Linked DNA regions of Mus musculus: regions 1, 2 and 3 are each linked to region 4. The links are chromatin contacts, called in public promoter capture Hi-C maps. All regions are on one chromosome and are shown on one strand. The core of a region is the stretch at or near the end of the contact, and the rest is flanking DNA. Distances in the headings are between cores, read along the strand shown. Region 1 holds the start of Rab40c (Rab40C, member RAS oncogene family). Region 2 holds the start of Metrn (meteorin, glial cell differentiation regulator). Region 3 holds the start of Mettl26 (methyltransferase like 26). Region 4 holds the start of Tead3 (TEA domain family member 3).

Region 1 (2,700 bases), core at 130-2,629, 2.4 Mb before region 4:
GATGGGGAAAGGAAGAGTGGAGCAGGGACAAGCAGTCTCTCCAAAGCACAAGTTAACACTAAGCATTTCTGAAGCCAAGCCCAGCCCTTCCCACACTCCCCCATTGGAAAGGTAACCCCCCAAAGCCTTTCTGAGCAGGGCTGTCACCCTGGGACGCCCAGTTAAATACCAGTCAAGGCTGCCTGGCTGTGCAGAGGTCTTTTCACATACCCTGCAAAGTAAAACCATGACTCTTCCTTTCCTGCGCTGAAGATGCCTGCTGTGAACTGAAGCTGAGAGGTGCTTGGGGAGGACTTACAGAGAAGATCCAGCGCTACTGTTCAAAAGGAAGGGTCCTCCACTGATGTCCTGGCAGTCATCACCCTTGACAAGTCCTAACTGCTAAGAGTGGTAGATGTCTTACCTACACACTCAGCTGTTATTTACCAGACCGCCAGTACTCAGAGCAGTAAGACAGGGCTAACAAGACCCCAGAGAATGAAGTAAAAAAGCAGAGTAAAAGGGACTCGGGAAGCGACCAGGAAGGTAGAATTAGTCCAGTGATATAAGATGACAGGCCCACTGCACATTAATTCCTCCGGAGTCAGCAGCCCCTGTGATCCAATCCCACCCACTGTTAGCTACGATTTTACCTTAAATATCTAAATTAAGAGGCAAGCTCAGGCAAGTGCCAGTGATGCAATCTACCTTGTGTATTTTTTGCCATGCACCCGGAAGTTAACAAAAATCACATCGCAGCAGACCTATTTTCTCCCTGCACAGGGTGCGGTGTCTCTGAGCAAACCCCTCCGGCGGCAGTGCGGTGAGCACCGGGCCCGTCGTGCGGTATCTGCCGCGCGGCCCATTCCAGGCCCTAATGGACTCCAAAGACCTGCTGCTGTGACTTCTTAGTAGCCACCAGGACCCGCGCCCGCTTGCCGACGGCTCCTCAAGGCAGGGCCAGAGGATACCGCAGCGACACGCGCAGAGGCCGCCCGCTCCCGCGACAGGCCGCTCCCACCTCGCGCGCCCACAGCCAACCCCGGCCTACCGTTGCTGTAGGCGTACGGGGATTCAGCTGCGCCGTCCTGAAGGCTCTCCAGGATCTCGCCTTTGCCCACGTCGCTGTCGCCCACCAGCAGGAACTTGAGCAGGTAATCGTAGCTCTTCACTGGACTGCCCTGGGTGCCCATCCTCCCGCCCGCCGCACCGCGGCCCACGGCACCGCCGCCAGACCTGCGGGCGAAGGCTGGTGAGCGGCCGTGCGGTCAGGACGCTGATGCTCCCGCCCGCTGGCCACCGCCCCCAGTGCACCCGCCCCGCTGCCGCCAGCTTCACCTCAGCCTCCTAGCCGCCGCCGCCGCCGCTGCCGCCGCCGCCACCCGCCGCTTCCCGCACGGCACCGCGCAGCCCCGCAGCCCCGCCCCCGGATGCGCCGCCGCCATTGGCCACCCTCCGCCGGCCCTCTCCGGGCCATTGGCCTGGCAGCCTGGCCGTCACGGTCGCCCCGCCCCCACGTCGCCCCACACAAGGTGCCGCCCAGCCCACGGTCGCCCCGCCCTGCCCACTCGCCACTGCTACTGGCCCGCTGCCACCCTCTTTCTCACTTCTGTTGGTCTACATGCTTGTCTATCACTGAAGTCCCGTCCCCGCTATTTCGTACACAGTGTTGCTGAGGCTGGCGTTTTTCCCCGCCTCCTCGCTGTGACCATTGGCTACTTCCCACTGATTTTCCGAAATCATTGGTTGCTCTTGCATGTCCATCCCAACCCCTACTGCTTCCTGCAGGATGCCTCAGAGCCATAGTAGCCGGGCACCGACCTGCAACATCCTGGCCTCCCGCCCCCTCGTCATCACCATTGGCTACTACTGCTAAGGCATTTGTGCCATCTAACATCGATCATAACCTCCTAGGCCCACCCCTTTCCTAATTCGGGCCAATCAAGAGTCAAACATTACACAAGTCTACCCTTCCCCCCTCGTGGACAAGCGGAAGGGTAGAGATAACTCCTGCTTCAGCTGAGTCCCGGGAGGAGGGTGTTGGAAGGGGGCAGGTTATCTATCAAGCTGCGTTGGCCGGCCGCTCTCACAGAGACCCAGAAGGGAAGTAACAAAGTTCGTCGTACACTGTGGGGCTCGCCTTCCCTGAGGGCAGGGCGGGGACAGCCACTTAGTGTTCGCCCTGGAGGGGCAAGCCTCTCTCCCTTGTGGGCTGTTCCAAGGGGTGGGACTTCCTCCTGGCTGCGGAGTGGGCGGGGCCGCTACTGAGTGTTTTGGCACAAGGATGGCGGCTGAAGTCCACCTCTGAGCTGTCTCTTGTGGGGGACATCCTTCCCAAAGCGGATCCTGAGGGCTTGGACCAGCGACTGAGCAGCGTTGGCCCGGTGAACTCCAGGATGGGCAACGCATTGCATGTGCACACTCGGTCGGCCAGCTCCAAGGCTGGAGGGCCACGGACAGCGTTCTTGGTTAAGAGTGCATTCACAAGTCACATAAATAGCAAAAAATTTAAAACGTAAAACATAAGCCGGGCGTGGTGGCGCTCGCCTTTAATTCCAGCACTCGGAAGGCAGAGGCAGGCGAATTTCTGAGTTCGAAGCCAGCCTGGTCTACAGGGTGAGTTCCAGGACAGCCAGGGCTATACAGAGAAACCCTGTCTCAAAAACCCAAAACCAAACCAAACCAAACAAAAAACAAAAAAAACCGTAAACATAGATTGGG
Region 2 (2,855 bases), core at 310-2,809, 2.6 Mb before region 4:
CACAGCTCCTCCCAAGAGGAAAAGGTACAGGAGCAAGAGACTAAACCCTTCTCCCAGCATCCTATAGCCTGAAGACACCCTGCAGGTACATGCCTACTGATGGGCACCTCAGTGCCTCATACACAGGCTTGGTACCATCTCATAAACTCAGACTAACACTGGGAAACGTTCTGTGACCTCCCAGCTCTAGCTAGGGATATTCTAGTGGACTCCAGTTCGGGGGGGTCTCTAGCTAGGGCAGAACAGTCAGAGAGCCATTCATTCCCTGCAGGGTCAGGCTACAAGTTCCAGAAGAGCAAAGCACTGGGCCTGGTGCCCTGCAGGGAGGCAGGGCAGGCAGTCTCCATGGTGACGAAGAGGCACACTGGACTTTTGTTGGCTGGGCTTGGGGGGAGGGGAAGGAGGTCACCACCAGGCCAGGGAGCCCTGGACAGCCTTGGCCATAGGCTTTGATTCTGCCTCAGCTTAACCCTTCCCCCAATCCTTCAGAAACCAGAGACCCAGGGCTGGCCTCTCGGGCATTTGCCCCCTCCTGCTCTTTTCCTAAACCGAATCTTTTAAGAGGAGGAGGAGAGAAAGGCGGGGGCACTTCCAACTCACCTCCTTACGACCTGGAAGCCACTATGCTCTCCACCGGAGTGGCCTCTGTCAAGCTACAGAAGGACTCTCCATGCAATGGGGTGGCAAGGCCCAGTCCCATCAGGTCAGTGTGGAGGGCCAATTTCTGACACCCAGCCAGTCTCATAATCACTCACCATCCACACCAAGACCTTGAGCCTGGGGAGACATTTCTGCACGTTGGTCCTCGTGCAGTTCAAAACGGAAGGCAGCAACTCTGCGGCTGATGTCGCGGTGTGGTGTGGCCTGCAGGAAAAGGGCTCGGCGCTCGCGGGGACCCCAGCGCATGCAGCGGCCCCCAGCCAGGTCCGGGCCCTCGGCCAGTAGCAACTCTAGATTGCCGGTCATACGTTCAGCGAAGACCTGGGCACCAGCGAAGGGCCGCTCTGGGCGCAGACAGACGATGCTGGGCCGTGTGCCCGGATCGGGGCCGCCCAGGGTCAGGCGCAGCGCCCCAGCTGGGTACAGCCACTCGATAGCGCCCTCAGTACAGTCCAGGGTCAGCTGCCCCACGCTGCCAGGCTCCTGGGTCAAACCGCTGGGGACAGGACGGTGGTTCTCAGGTGGGTGACCCTCGTTCCCTAGCCCGCTCATCCCTTTTCCCGCGGCTACCAACATCTGCTTCTACTCTGTGTAACAGGACATTGAAGTCTGCGTTTCCTCAGTTCCAAGTGGGAGGGAACCCTCCAACCCAAGAAGTAAATAAAATAAAATAAATAAATAAATAAACCCACAACCCTCCCCGCAGTCCCTCCTGGTACCTGCCCCTCCAGCTGCAGCGGTCTTCCGAGTAGCCAGCGTGAGCGGACGCGGCCAGGAGGCCGCAACAGAGCGCGCAAAGAAGCGTGGCTACCAGCATGGTTAGGGGACGCGCCGGGGCCTCGGACTGCTGCCCCGGGAGGGTCGGGGCCGCAGCGCGAGCAGCCCGCGGCGCGGCTGCCCGGCCCGGCGCGTCCCCACAACCGGCGACCCCTCGCCGCTGCCCCCTCTGAGCTCCGGGGCTAGGGGGCGGGGCCTTTGCTCTCGGACCAATCGCCACAAGCCGCAGAACTTTCCTCCAATTGCAGCACCCTCGAGGGGGTGGGGCGGGCTCAAGGCGGGAGCTCGGTCCAAGGCAGGGTTGATGTAGAAAGCGCTCCTGTTTCCCCATTTGGAGATCCCCAATAGGAACGTTTGGTGGGTTGGTGGGGTTCGCTGTCGACTGGAATCTGGAAGGCTGTCCACCCCTTACCTTCAGTGGACCTCGGGGCAGTGGGACTTTGTAAGAGAAGTAGTAGAGTCTGCAGCCAAAATCTGAACACTGGTATCCTGCTGCTGGTACTTAAGGAAAAGAGATTAAAACCCCTGTGTTACTGCATCTCATAAGGGAGGGTACAGAGGGCCTGGAGCATGGAGCTAGGCCAAACCTTCGGTTTGGGGAAAAGAAAGAATACTGGCTAGGTCTGGAAGGAGTAGCGTGGGTAGTGTGGATCTCCTTCTGCCACCATACATTCTCAGACCTAACTACACACTCCTCCAATGTTAAATGGATACTAAGAAAAAAATGAGGCGTTCTAGAGGACCTGCCTAGGGACCCACCTGACTGACAAAGCCTGGTAGTCTGCCGGTGCCAAAGTACAGGCCATTCCTACAGTCAAGATCAACCGAAAGGGAATCAGAAAGATATCCCAGGCAGCCTGAGGATGTAGCTAGGTTATAGAGCACCTACCACACAGGCATACACCCCTGGCTTTGATCTTTAAAATAATGTTAAACTGAGAGTGTAGTGGGTCTTGCCTGTAATCCCAGCGGGCAGGAAGTAAAGGAAGCAGCTCAGATGTTCAAGGGCATCCTTGGCTCCATAGTGAATTCAAGGACAGTGTGGGCTACATGAGAACCTCTTTTTTTTGTTTTGTTTTGTTTGTTGTTCATTTTTAAAAAAATATTTTTATTAGATATTTTCTTTATTTACATTTCAAATGTTATCCCCTTTCCTGGTTTCCCCTCTGAAAATCCCCTATCCCCCCCCCCCCGAGAACCTCTTAAAATAAAATAGAGCCACTGTGAAACCCCCCAATGGGGAAGAGCTTCCTTGGAGCAGCTTGTCCTTTGGATCTGACCGAAGGGAGGGTGGAGGAGATGGAAAATAGAAGAAGAACCTTGGCAGGTCCCCAAGGATCTCTCTCTCTCTCTCTCTCTCTCTCTCTCTCTCTCTCTCCCACCCCCAGGGCTCTGTTTCTGGATCCTCCAGGTTCCGA
Region 3 (2,700 bases), core at 186-2,685, 2.5 Mb before region 4:
AGATGCTCACACCCCCAGCTCCTCTGCCCAAAATCCCACGAATAATCTATGGGAAAAGCAAGCCAGGTATGCAGAGGCTGAGGCTGTAAAAGGGAGAGTCTGACTCAGGTCCAGTCAAGGTCACTACCAATGTCAGACATCCATAACCATCTGTCAGGGGCTGCTCAGAGTGGGTGAGGGGTTGGACTTCAGGACTTTCCCCGAGTCTGGACTGATAACTTTTCAGAGGCATTTCTAGAGTGGCCACCCTATATCTCATCCTTGGGCCATGTCACTCACATAGTTTAACAGTTTGACTACACTCACACCCCTGGTCACTCCGGCTGAATAGACACCTCAAACACAGCCCCAAGCAGGAGCCATGTTTAACCCTGAGCTCCATGATGTAGTATGGGGCAGAGTAGCCCACGCAACCTTTGAACTAACTGTTGGCAATCAAGCGTGAACGTCTCGGACATTTTCTAAAATCCAGCCCCTGTGAGAAATGAACCACTTCAAACCACACAAAGGTGAGAATCAGAGAAGTACCCTTGTCCGTGCACTTGTCGCTTCGAATTTCATTTCAATAGTCACTGACCGCCTCCTGCTATCTATCCGTGGACCTCGAGCTAATGCCAGCCGTCTCAGCGTCACACAAAGCTCATCTGAGCCCAAAGTGTCCCAGACCCGAGGATTCCTGCATCTGGGTTCCCCAAGCTCCATTCTGTTACCGCCCATGCCCACAAGGCTTGGCTTGTTGAACCTCAGGACCTGAGCGCGACCTCAGGCTTCCAAGAGATCGCGACCGCTATGGTTTCCATGGCGCAGAACCAAATCCTGTCTATAAATCTCACGGTACCCACATTTTCTCCTTTCCCTTGGACGACAGCAACAACACTTTGGGATCTGGTGGGATATGTTGTTCTGCAAACGCTTGCCAATAGAGAAACGGAGCGCAACAGAAAAGACACAGGCATAATGCTGTTACATTAACATGCTTGCGTCACAATTCGTATGCCCTACGGACTGCAGTCTCGCTCAACAGCGCCGCTGGTGTAGTGGTATCATGCAAGATTCCCATTCTTGCGACCCGGGTTCGATTCCCGGGCGGCGCATGTTCTTTTTATTTTCCCGTTCATCTCTGAAAAGGAAGGATGCCTTGCAATCTTAAACACCATTCCAAAAAAGGTGAGGCGCAAACGCAACAAATGAGCTTTTAAACAAATACAGCTGAAAGACTCCAGGAAACCATAGCCTCTACTCGAGCCTTGTTCCTTGTCCGAAGTCACCGCTAAATCCCGGCCGCCGGAATCAGTTTCCCGCAGATGCAAACCCTTTTAGGAGTTGAGAGGCCTCCTAACAGTTATACTGTTGCAAGCGGCTGGCCCTTTCGACCACAACTCCCGTAGTGCCCCGCGCAGGAGCTGGACCACAGCTCCCGTGGTGCCCCGCGCGCATTCTGGCTGGGGCTGGCCGCACCGCTGCGATGATGATGGCTGCGGCTGCTGAGAGAAACAAGGAGCCCATCCTGTCCGTACTCCGCCAGTATGTGGATCCTGCCCAGCGCTGTGTTCGCGTGCTCGAGGTGGCCTCGGGCTCTGGACAGCACGCGGCACACTTTGCACAGGCCTTCCCGAATGCCGAGTGGCAGCCGTCGGACGTGGACCAACGCTGCCTGGACAGGTGCGGCGGCGCGGTGTCTTTCCCTTGCGGCCGCTTGGGGCTGAGTGAACGGCGGGGCTGGCAGACCGGAAATCAGGACAGGCCTAGGTTTGGGTGCCAGACTGAGGTAGTAGAAGCAATGGGCTGTAGGGTCGACAAAGATACCCGCTTGCTGCTCCTCAGGACTTTCCCCCCACACCCCGATCACTGAGGGGCCTCGTCAGCCCTTGCCCATGCGCTGCTGCTCTCCACAGCATTGCCGCCACCACCCGAGCCCAAGGGTTGTCCAATGTGAAGGCTCCGCTGTACCTGGACGTGACCTGGGAGTGGGAGCAATGGGGCGGCATCCCACCCCGATCGCTGGACCTGTTGCTCTGCATCAATATGATCCACATCAGCCCCCTGAACTGCACAGAGGTGGGGACCACTGTGGAGCCCAGCTTTCACGTTGCAAAGAGGAAAGCATGAGTCTCCAGCTCCCGGCTTACTGTGCCCTACTTGCCTTCCTCTGCAGGGGCTCTTTAGAGCAGCAGGACACCTGCTCAAAACCAAGGCTGTGCTGATCACCTACGGGGTGAGTGACCCTACCTTAAGACACCCCTATCAGCCTTGGGTGTTTCCCCACTCTTGAAGCCCAGGGCCCGGGACCTAGCTAGCCCTTTTCCTTCTTGAGTGCAGAAAAAAGTTATTCTTTCTATACTCCTATGGAAAGAACTCCATCCTATCCTGCAAACTAGCTGTGTGGGAACGACTGACTTTGGGCCTATGTATTGTGTCTTGTTCTCACAGCCCTATGCCGTCAATGGGAAGATCTCTCCCCAGAGCAACGTGGACTTTGACCTGACCCTCAGATGCAGGTCAGATCTGGCTAGGAGGTAGCTTGGCTCAGAGAGAGGGTAGGCGGGATCATAACCTCAACTCTGCAAATGCCTTCTACCTTCCTCCCCAACTGCAGGAACCCAGAGTGGGGGCTTCGTGACACAGTCCTTCTGGAGGAACTAGGCCAGGCCAGTGGCTTGGTCCTGGAGAGGATGGTAGGCAGGGCGATGTGGGGGTGGG
Region 4 (2,855 bases), core at 57-2,556:
GCCCGCAGCTGGTTGTGAGTGTAGGGGTGTCCCAGACCCCAGCACTGAGGCAAAACCCTGTGTGTACAGATCCAGGCTACGAGAGTTCAAATACACGGAGCCACCATGGACACCAGTCCCTCAAAGCTGTGTCCAGCCCCCACCGCCATCCTCCGGGCTAGGCTACAAGTCCAGGCCTGACTTGGTTCTGCCCCTACCTGGAGAGAGCTCGAGATACAGAGAGAGGGACACAGGCCCTGAGAAGCCCGGCCCTAGGCTTCGTTCGTTCCCTCTTGCTCTTTAAAAAACTAAGCCCTCAATCAGGGCCCCTGTTGGGGGGGGGGGGGGGGGCGGGTAGAGTAGGGGCTAAAGTGACACTGCCCCGAAGGCCTGCTGGGGCTAGAAAACAGACCCACATCAGCGCTCCAGCCTCCCTTCCCAGGCAGGAATAAAGACGTGACAGACAATGGAGAGGACCCGAGTGGGAAGGGAAGCCCTGTCGCCCACAATTGCCTTAACAAGTTCTCCGGAGAAGTGCGGGGAAGGCCCCAAATCCAGCCGCGTCCCGAGCGAGGCTCCTGGAGCAAGGAGCTGGGACTCGCCCCGAGGCGGGCGGCAGAACTGTAGGGGACAGGCGTCCCCCCACGCCTTTGGGTGCGCACACGCTCCGGGCTCACACTGTGGCTTCCAGACACCCGGGCCGGGTCCCAGCGCAGCCGCGAGCAGCGCGCACACCGGCGCGCCCTGGCTAAGGCCTGCGTGGAGCCCGGGGCTCGCGGGCTCTCGGGAGTCCAAAGGGCGCCCCGGATACGAGTCCCGGCGCAGGCCTTCCAAGCCCGCGGCTCTGGGCGCACACCCCGGCACACGGCGGGGCCAGGCCCGGGCACCCGGGACACTCCGGGCTTCCCAGCCTCCGGGTCGCGGGGGGGTGGGGTGGGTGGGCGGGGCTTCCCGGAGAGCGTCTCCCCCCTTCCCTCCAAAGTTCCCGGCACCCAGGTCCTGGGCTCCGGCGCGGGCTGGACAATAGCTCAGAACCCCTAGAGTGTCCCGGGTCCCCGCCATCCAGAAGCCACCCGAGCAGAGCAGTCACCTCTGCGCGCGAGGCCTCCGAGTTGCATTCCCCGGGCTTACCTGCTCCGAGCTCCGGGGGGCGCTCCGCCGGGCCGCTCCGCCGGGCCCGAGGGAGTAGTGAGGGGGGCCGGGAAGGGGGGTCGTGGGCAGGGGGATGGCCGGAATGTACGGAATGAGCCCGGCCGGAGCGGGAGGTGCTGGGCGCGGAGGAGGGAGCGAGCGGGACGGAAAGTTTGTGTTGAGGGAGCCGGGCGGGGGGTGGGGGCTGCGGGCGGGAGGGGCGGGACCGGTAGGCGGGGCCAACGGCGGGCGGGCCCACGGGTGGGCGGTGCTATTTGGGGGGAGTGATCTAAGGCGGGCCGGGGCCTGCTGTCTCTCTAACCACCCAGTCCCAAGAACGCCCGTAGCTGTGGATTCACACTCCCGCGCACCCCATTCCTCGCTCGTCGTCTCAGAGTTCCCACCTCCCCTACACAACCCCCTTGTGGGTACTCCGCTGAATCTAGAGGGATCAGGTCTGGGGCGGAGCCAAGAGGAGAGCTCTGCCCCCTAGGCTGAACTCCTTGGAGGTGTTTAGGGTCCTGGGGAGCCGCGTCCTCCGCATCCAAATGACCCGAGCGCGCACGGGGTCTCGGGCTCCCCACCCTTCTACTCGGGTCCCGGGCAGCCCAGGCCTCTGCAGCTCCCCTCCCGCCCAGAGCCCGCCCCCCACTCCGGGGCCTCAGACTTGGCTCCGCCCTGCCCGGACCCGGTTTGTCTGGTTCTCCCCGAGTGGCTTGTTTCTCGAATTTCTCCCTTTCTCCCTCTTCCTCTACCTCTAGGGCCCTCCCTCTCCTCCCTACTGGCGGAGAGTCGGGGGCCCGGACCCTGTGCGCTTGACGAGGTTCCATAGAACAGAAGGGGACGCGGGAGCGCGGGGCCAACGCAGGCACCTGAGTTTACACACATGAATCCAGAAACTACCGATGCGTTCAGCCTCGGACGTGACTTTATTGGGGATGTGGGTCCCTGGCTCTGCTTCACCATCGTCCCCTCCCCACCCCCTACAAACCCCCCAGCGCGGGGTCGGAGGGGCCTCGAACATCTGACTCCGGCTCTCTGACAGGAAGTGACTGGGGAGGAGGGGGCGAGGCAAGTACTTTTGGGCGACCAGATGTTCATCTCCATCCCCTCTGCCTCAGCCGGTGCCAGGCTGGGGGAGTGGAGGGGGGAAATGCCCGGAGGTCACGGAGAGGGGTGAGCCCTTCCATGGGAGCTGTGGGGGAGGGACCTTGCCACCCCCAACCGAATGCTTTCCCAGCGCTGAGGAGCTGTGGGGGGTCACTCGCAGGCCAGCTTCCCGTCGAAGCTGGAGAGGGCGATGGCGAAGGCCTGCAGAGCACACAGCGGGTACCGGTAGTCTAGGGTGAAGGCGTCCTCAGCCACGCGGCCGAACTGCAGCACTATATAGTCAGCTGTGAAGACAGACCGTGGGGTGACCTTGGACCCCATCTCGACAGGCAACCCCTCAACAAAACGAGGTCTTGCTCCTTGATGTGGAGTCATAGCCCCCATGCAGCTTCAGGCCACCTTCCCCGTTCTGGGTCATCCAATCAGCCCAACCCAGCCGCTACAGGGTCTGTCACACGGAGTCCGCAGGGCAGGGGCCCTGCGGGGTCTGTCACACGGAGTCCGCAGGGCAGGGGCCCTGCCTTATCATCCACCACCTGGGGCTACAGTAAACCTGTAATCTAGCAGTACAGGGAGGGACCCTGTCAAACTTGCCCAAACCAGAACCCTCCCTCACCGAGTTTTCAGTTGTCTTT

Evidence for each region. Promoter capture Hi-C pulls out the DNA fragments that hold promoters and counts their contacts.
Region 1: a promoter capture Hi-C map of liver shows a contact between it and region 4, with 2.3 times the contacts expected there. The contact joins the promoter of Rab40c here to the promoter of Tead3 in region 4.
Region 2: a promoter capture Hi-C map of cranial neural crest shows a contact between it and region 4. The contact joins the promoter of Metrn here to the promoter of Tead3 in region 4. A contact is called at or near these places in 2 of 39 promoter capture datasets (cranial neural crest and liver).
Region 3: a contact with region 4 is called in a promoter capture Hi-C map of liver, with 2.5 times the contacts expected there. The contact joins the promoter of Mettl26 here to the promoter of Tead3 in region 4. A contact is called at or near these places in 1 of 39 promoter capture datasets (liver) and 1 of 9 other capture datasets (liver).

Annotation. Positions count from the first base shown.
Region 1 is chr17:25,918,335-25,921,034 of GRCm38.p6, forward strand. Rab40c (Rab40C, member RAS oncogene family) reads right to left here and starts at 1,380. Exons shown (of 7, transcript NM_139154.2): 1 at 1,318-1,380; 2 at 1,031-1,215. The coding sequence starts at 1,172.
Region 2 is chr17:25,795,486-25,798,340 of GRCm38.p6, forward strand. It overlaps Metrn (meteorin, glial cell differentiation regulator), which reads right to left and starts at 1,560. Exons shown (of 4, transcript NM_133719.2): 1 at 1,380-1,560; 2 at 756-1,156. The coding sequence starts at 1,477.
Region 3 is chr17:25,874,065-25,876,764 of GRCm38.p6, forward strand. Mettl26 (methyltransferase like 26) reads left to right here and starts at 1,436. Exons shown (of 6, transcript NM_026686.2): 1 at 1,436-1,662; 2 at 1,896-2,058; 3 at 2,156-2,215; 4 at 2,431-2,498; 5 at 2,597-2,675. The coding sequence starts at 1,466. n-TGccc7 (a tRNA gene) reads left to right here and starts at 1,024; the gene lies at 1,024-1,094.
Region 4 is chr17:28,349,499-28,352,353 of GRCm38.p6, forward strand. Tead3 (TEA domain family member 3) reads right to left here and starts at 1,307. Exons shown (of 13, transcript NM_011566.4): 1 at 1,111-1,307. It overlaps Tulp1 (tubby like protein 1), which reads right to left. Exons shown (of 15, transcript NM_021478.2): 15 at 2,017-2,504. The coding sequence ends at 2,371.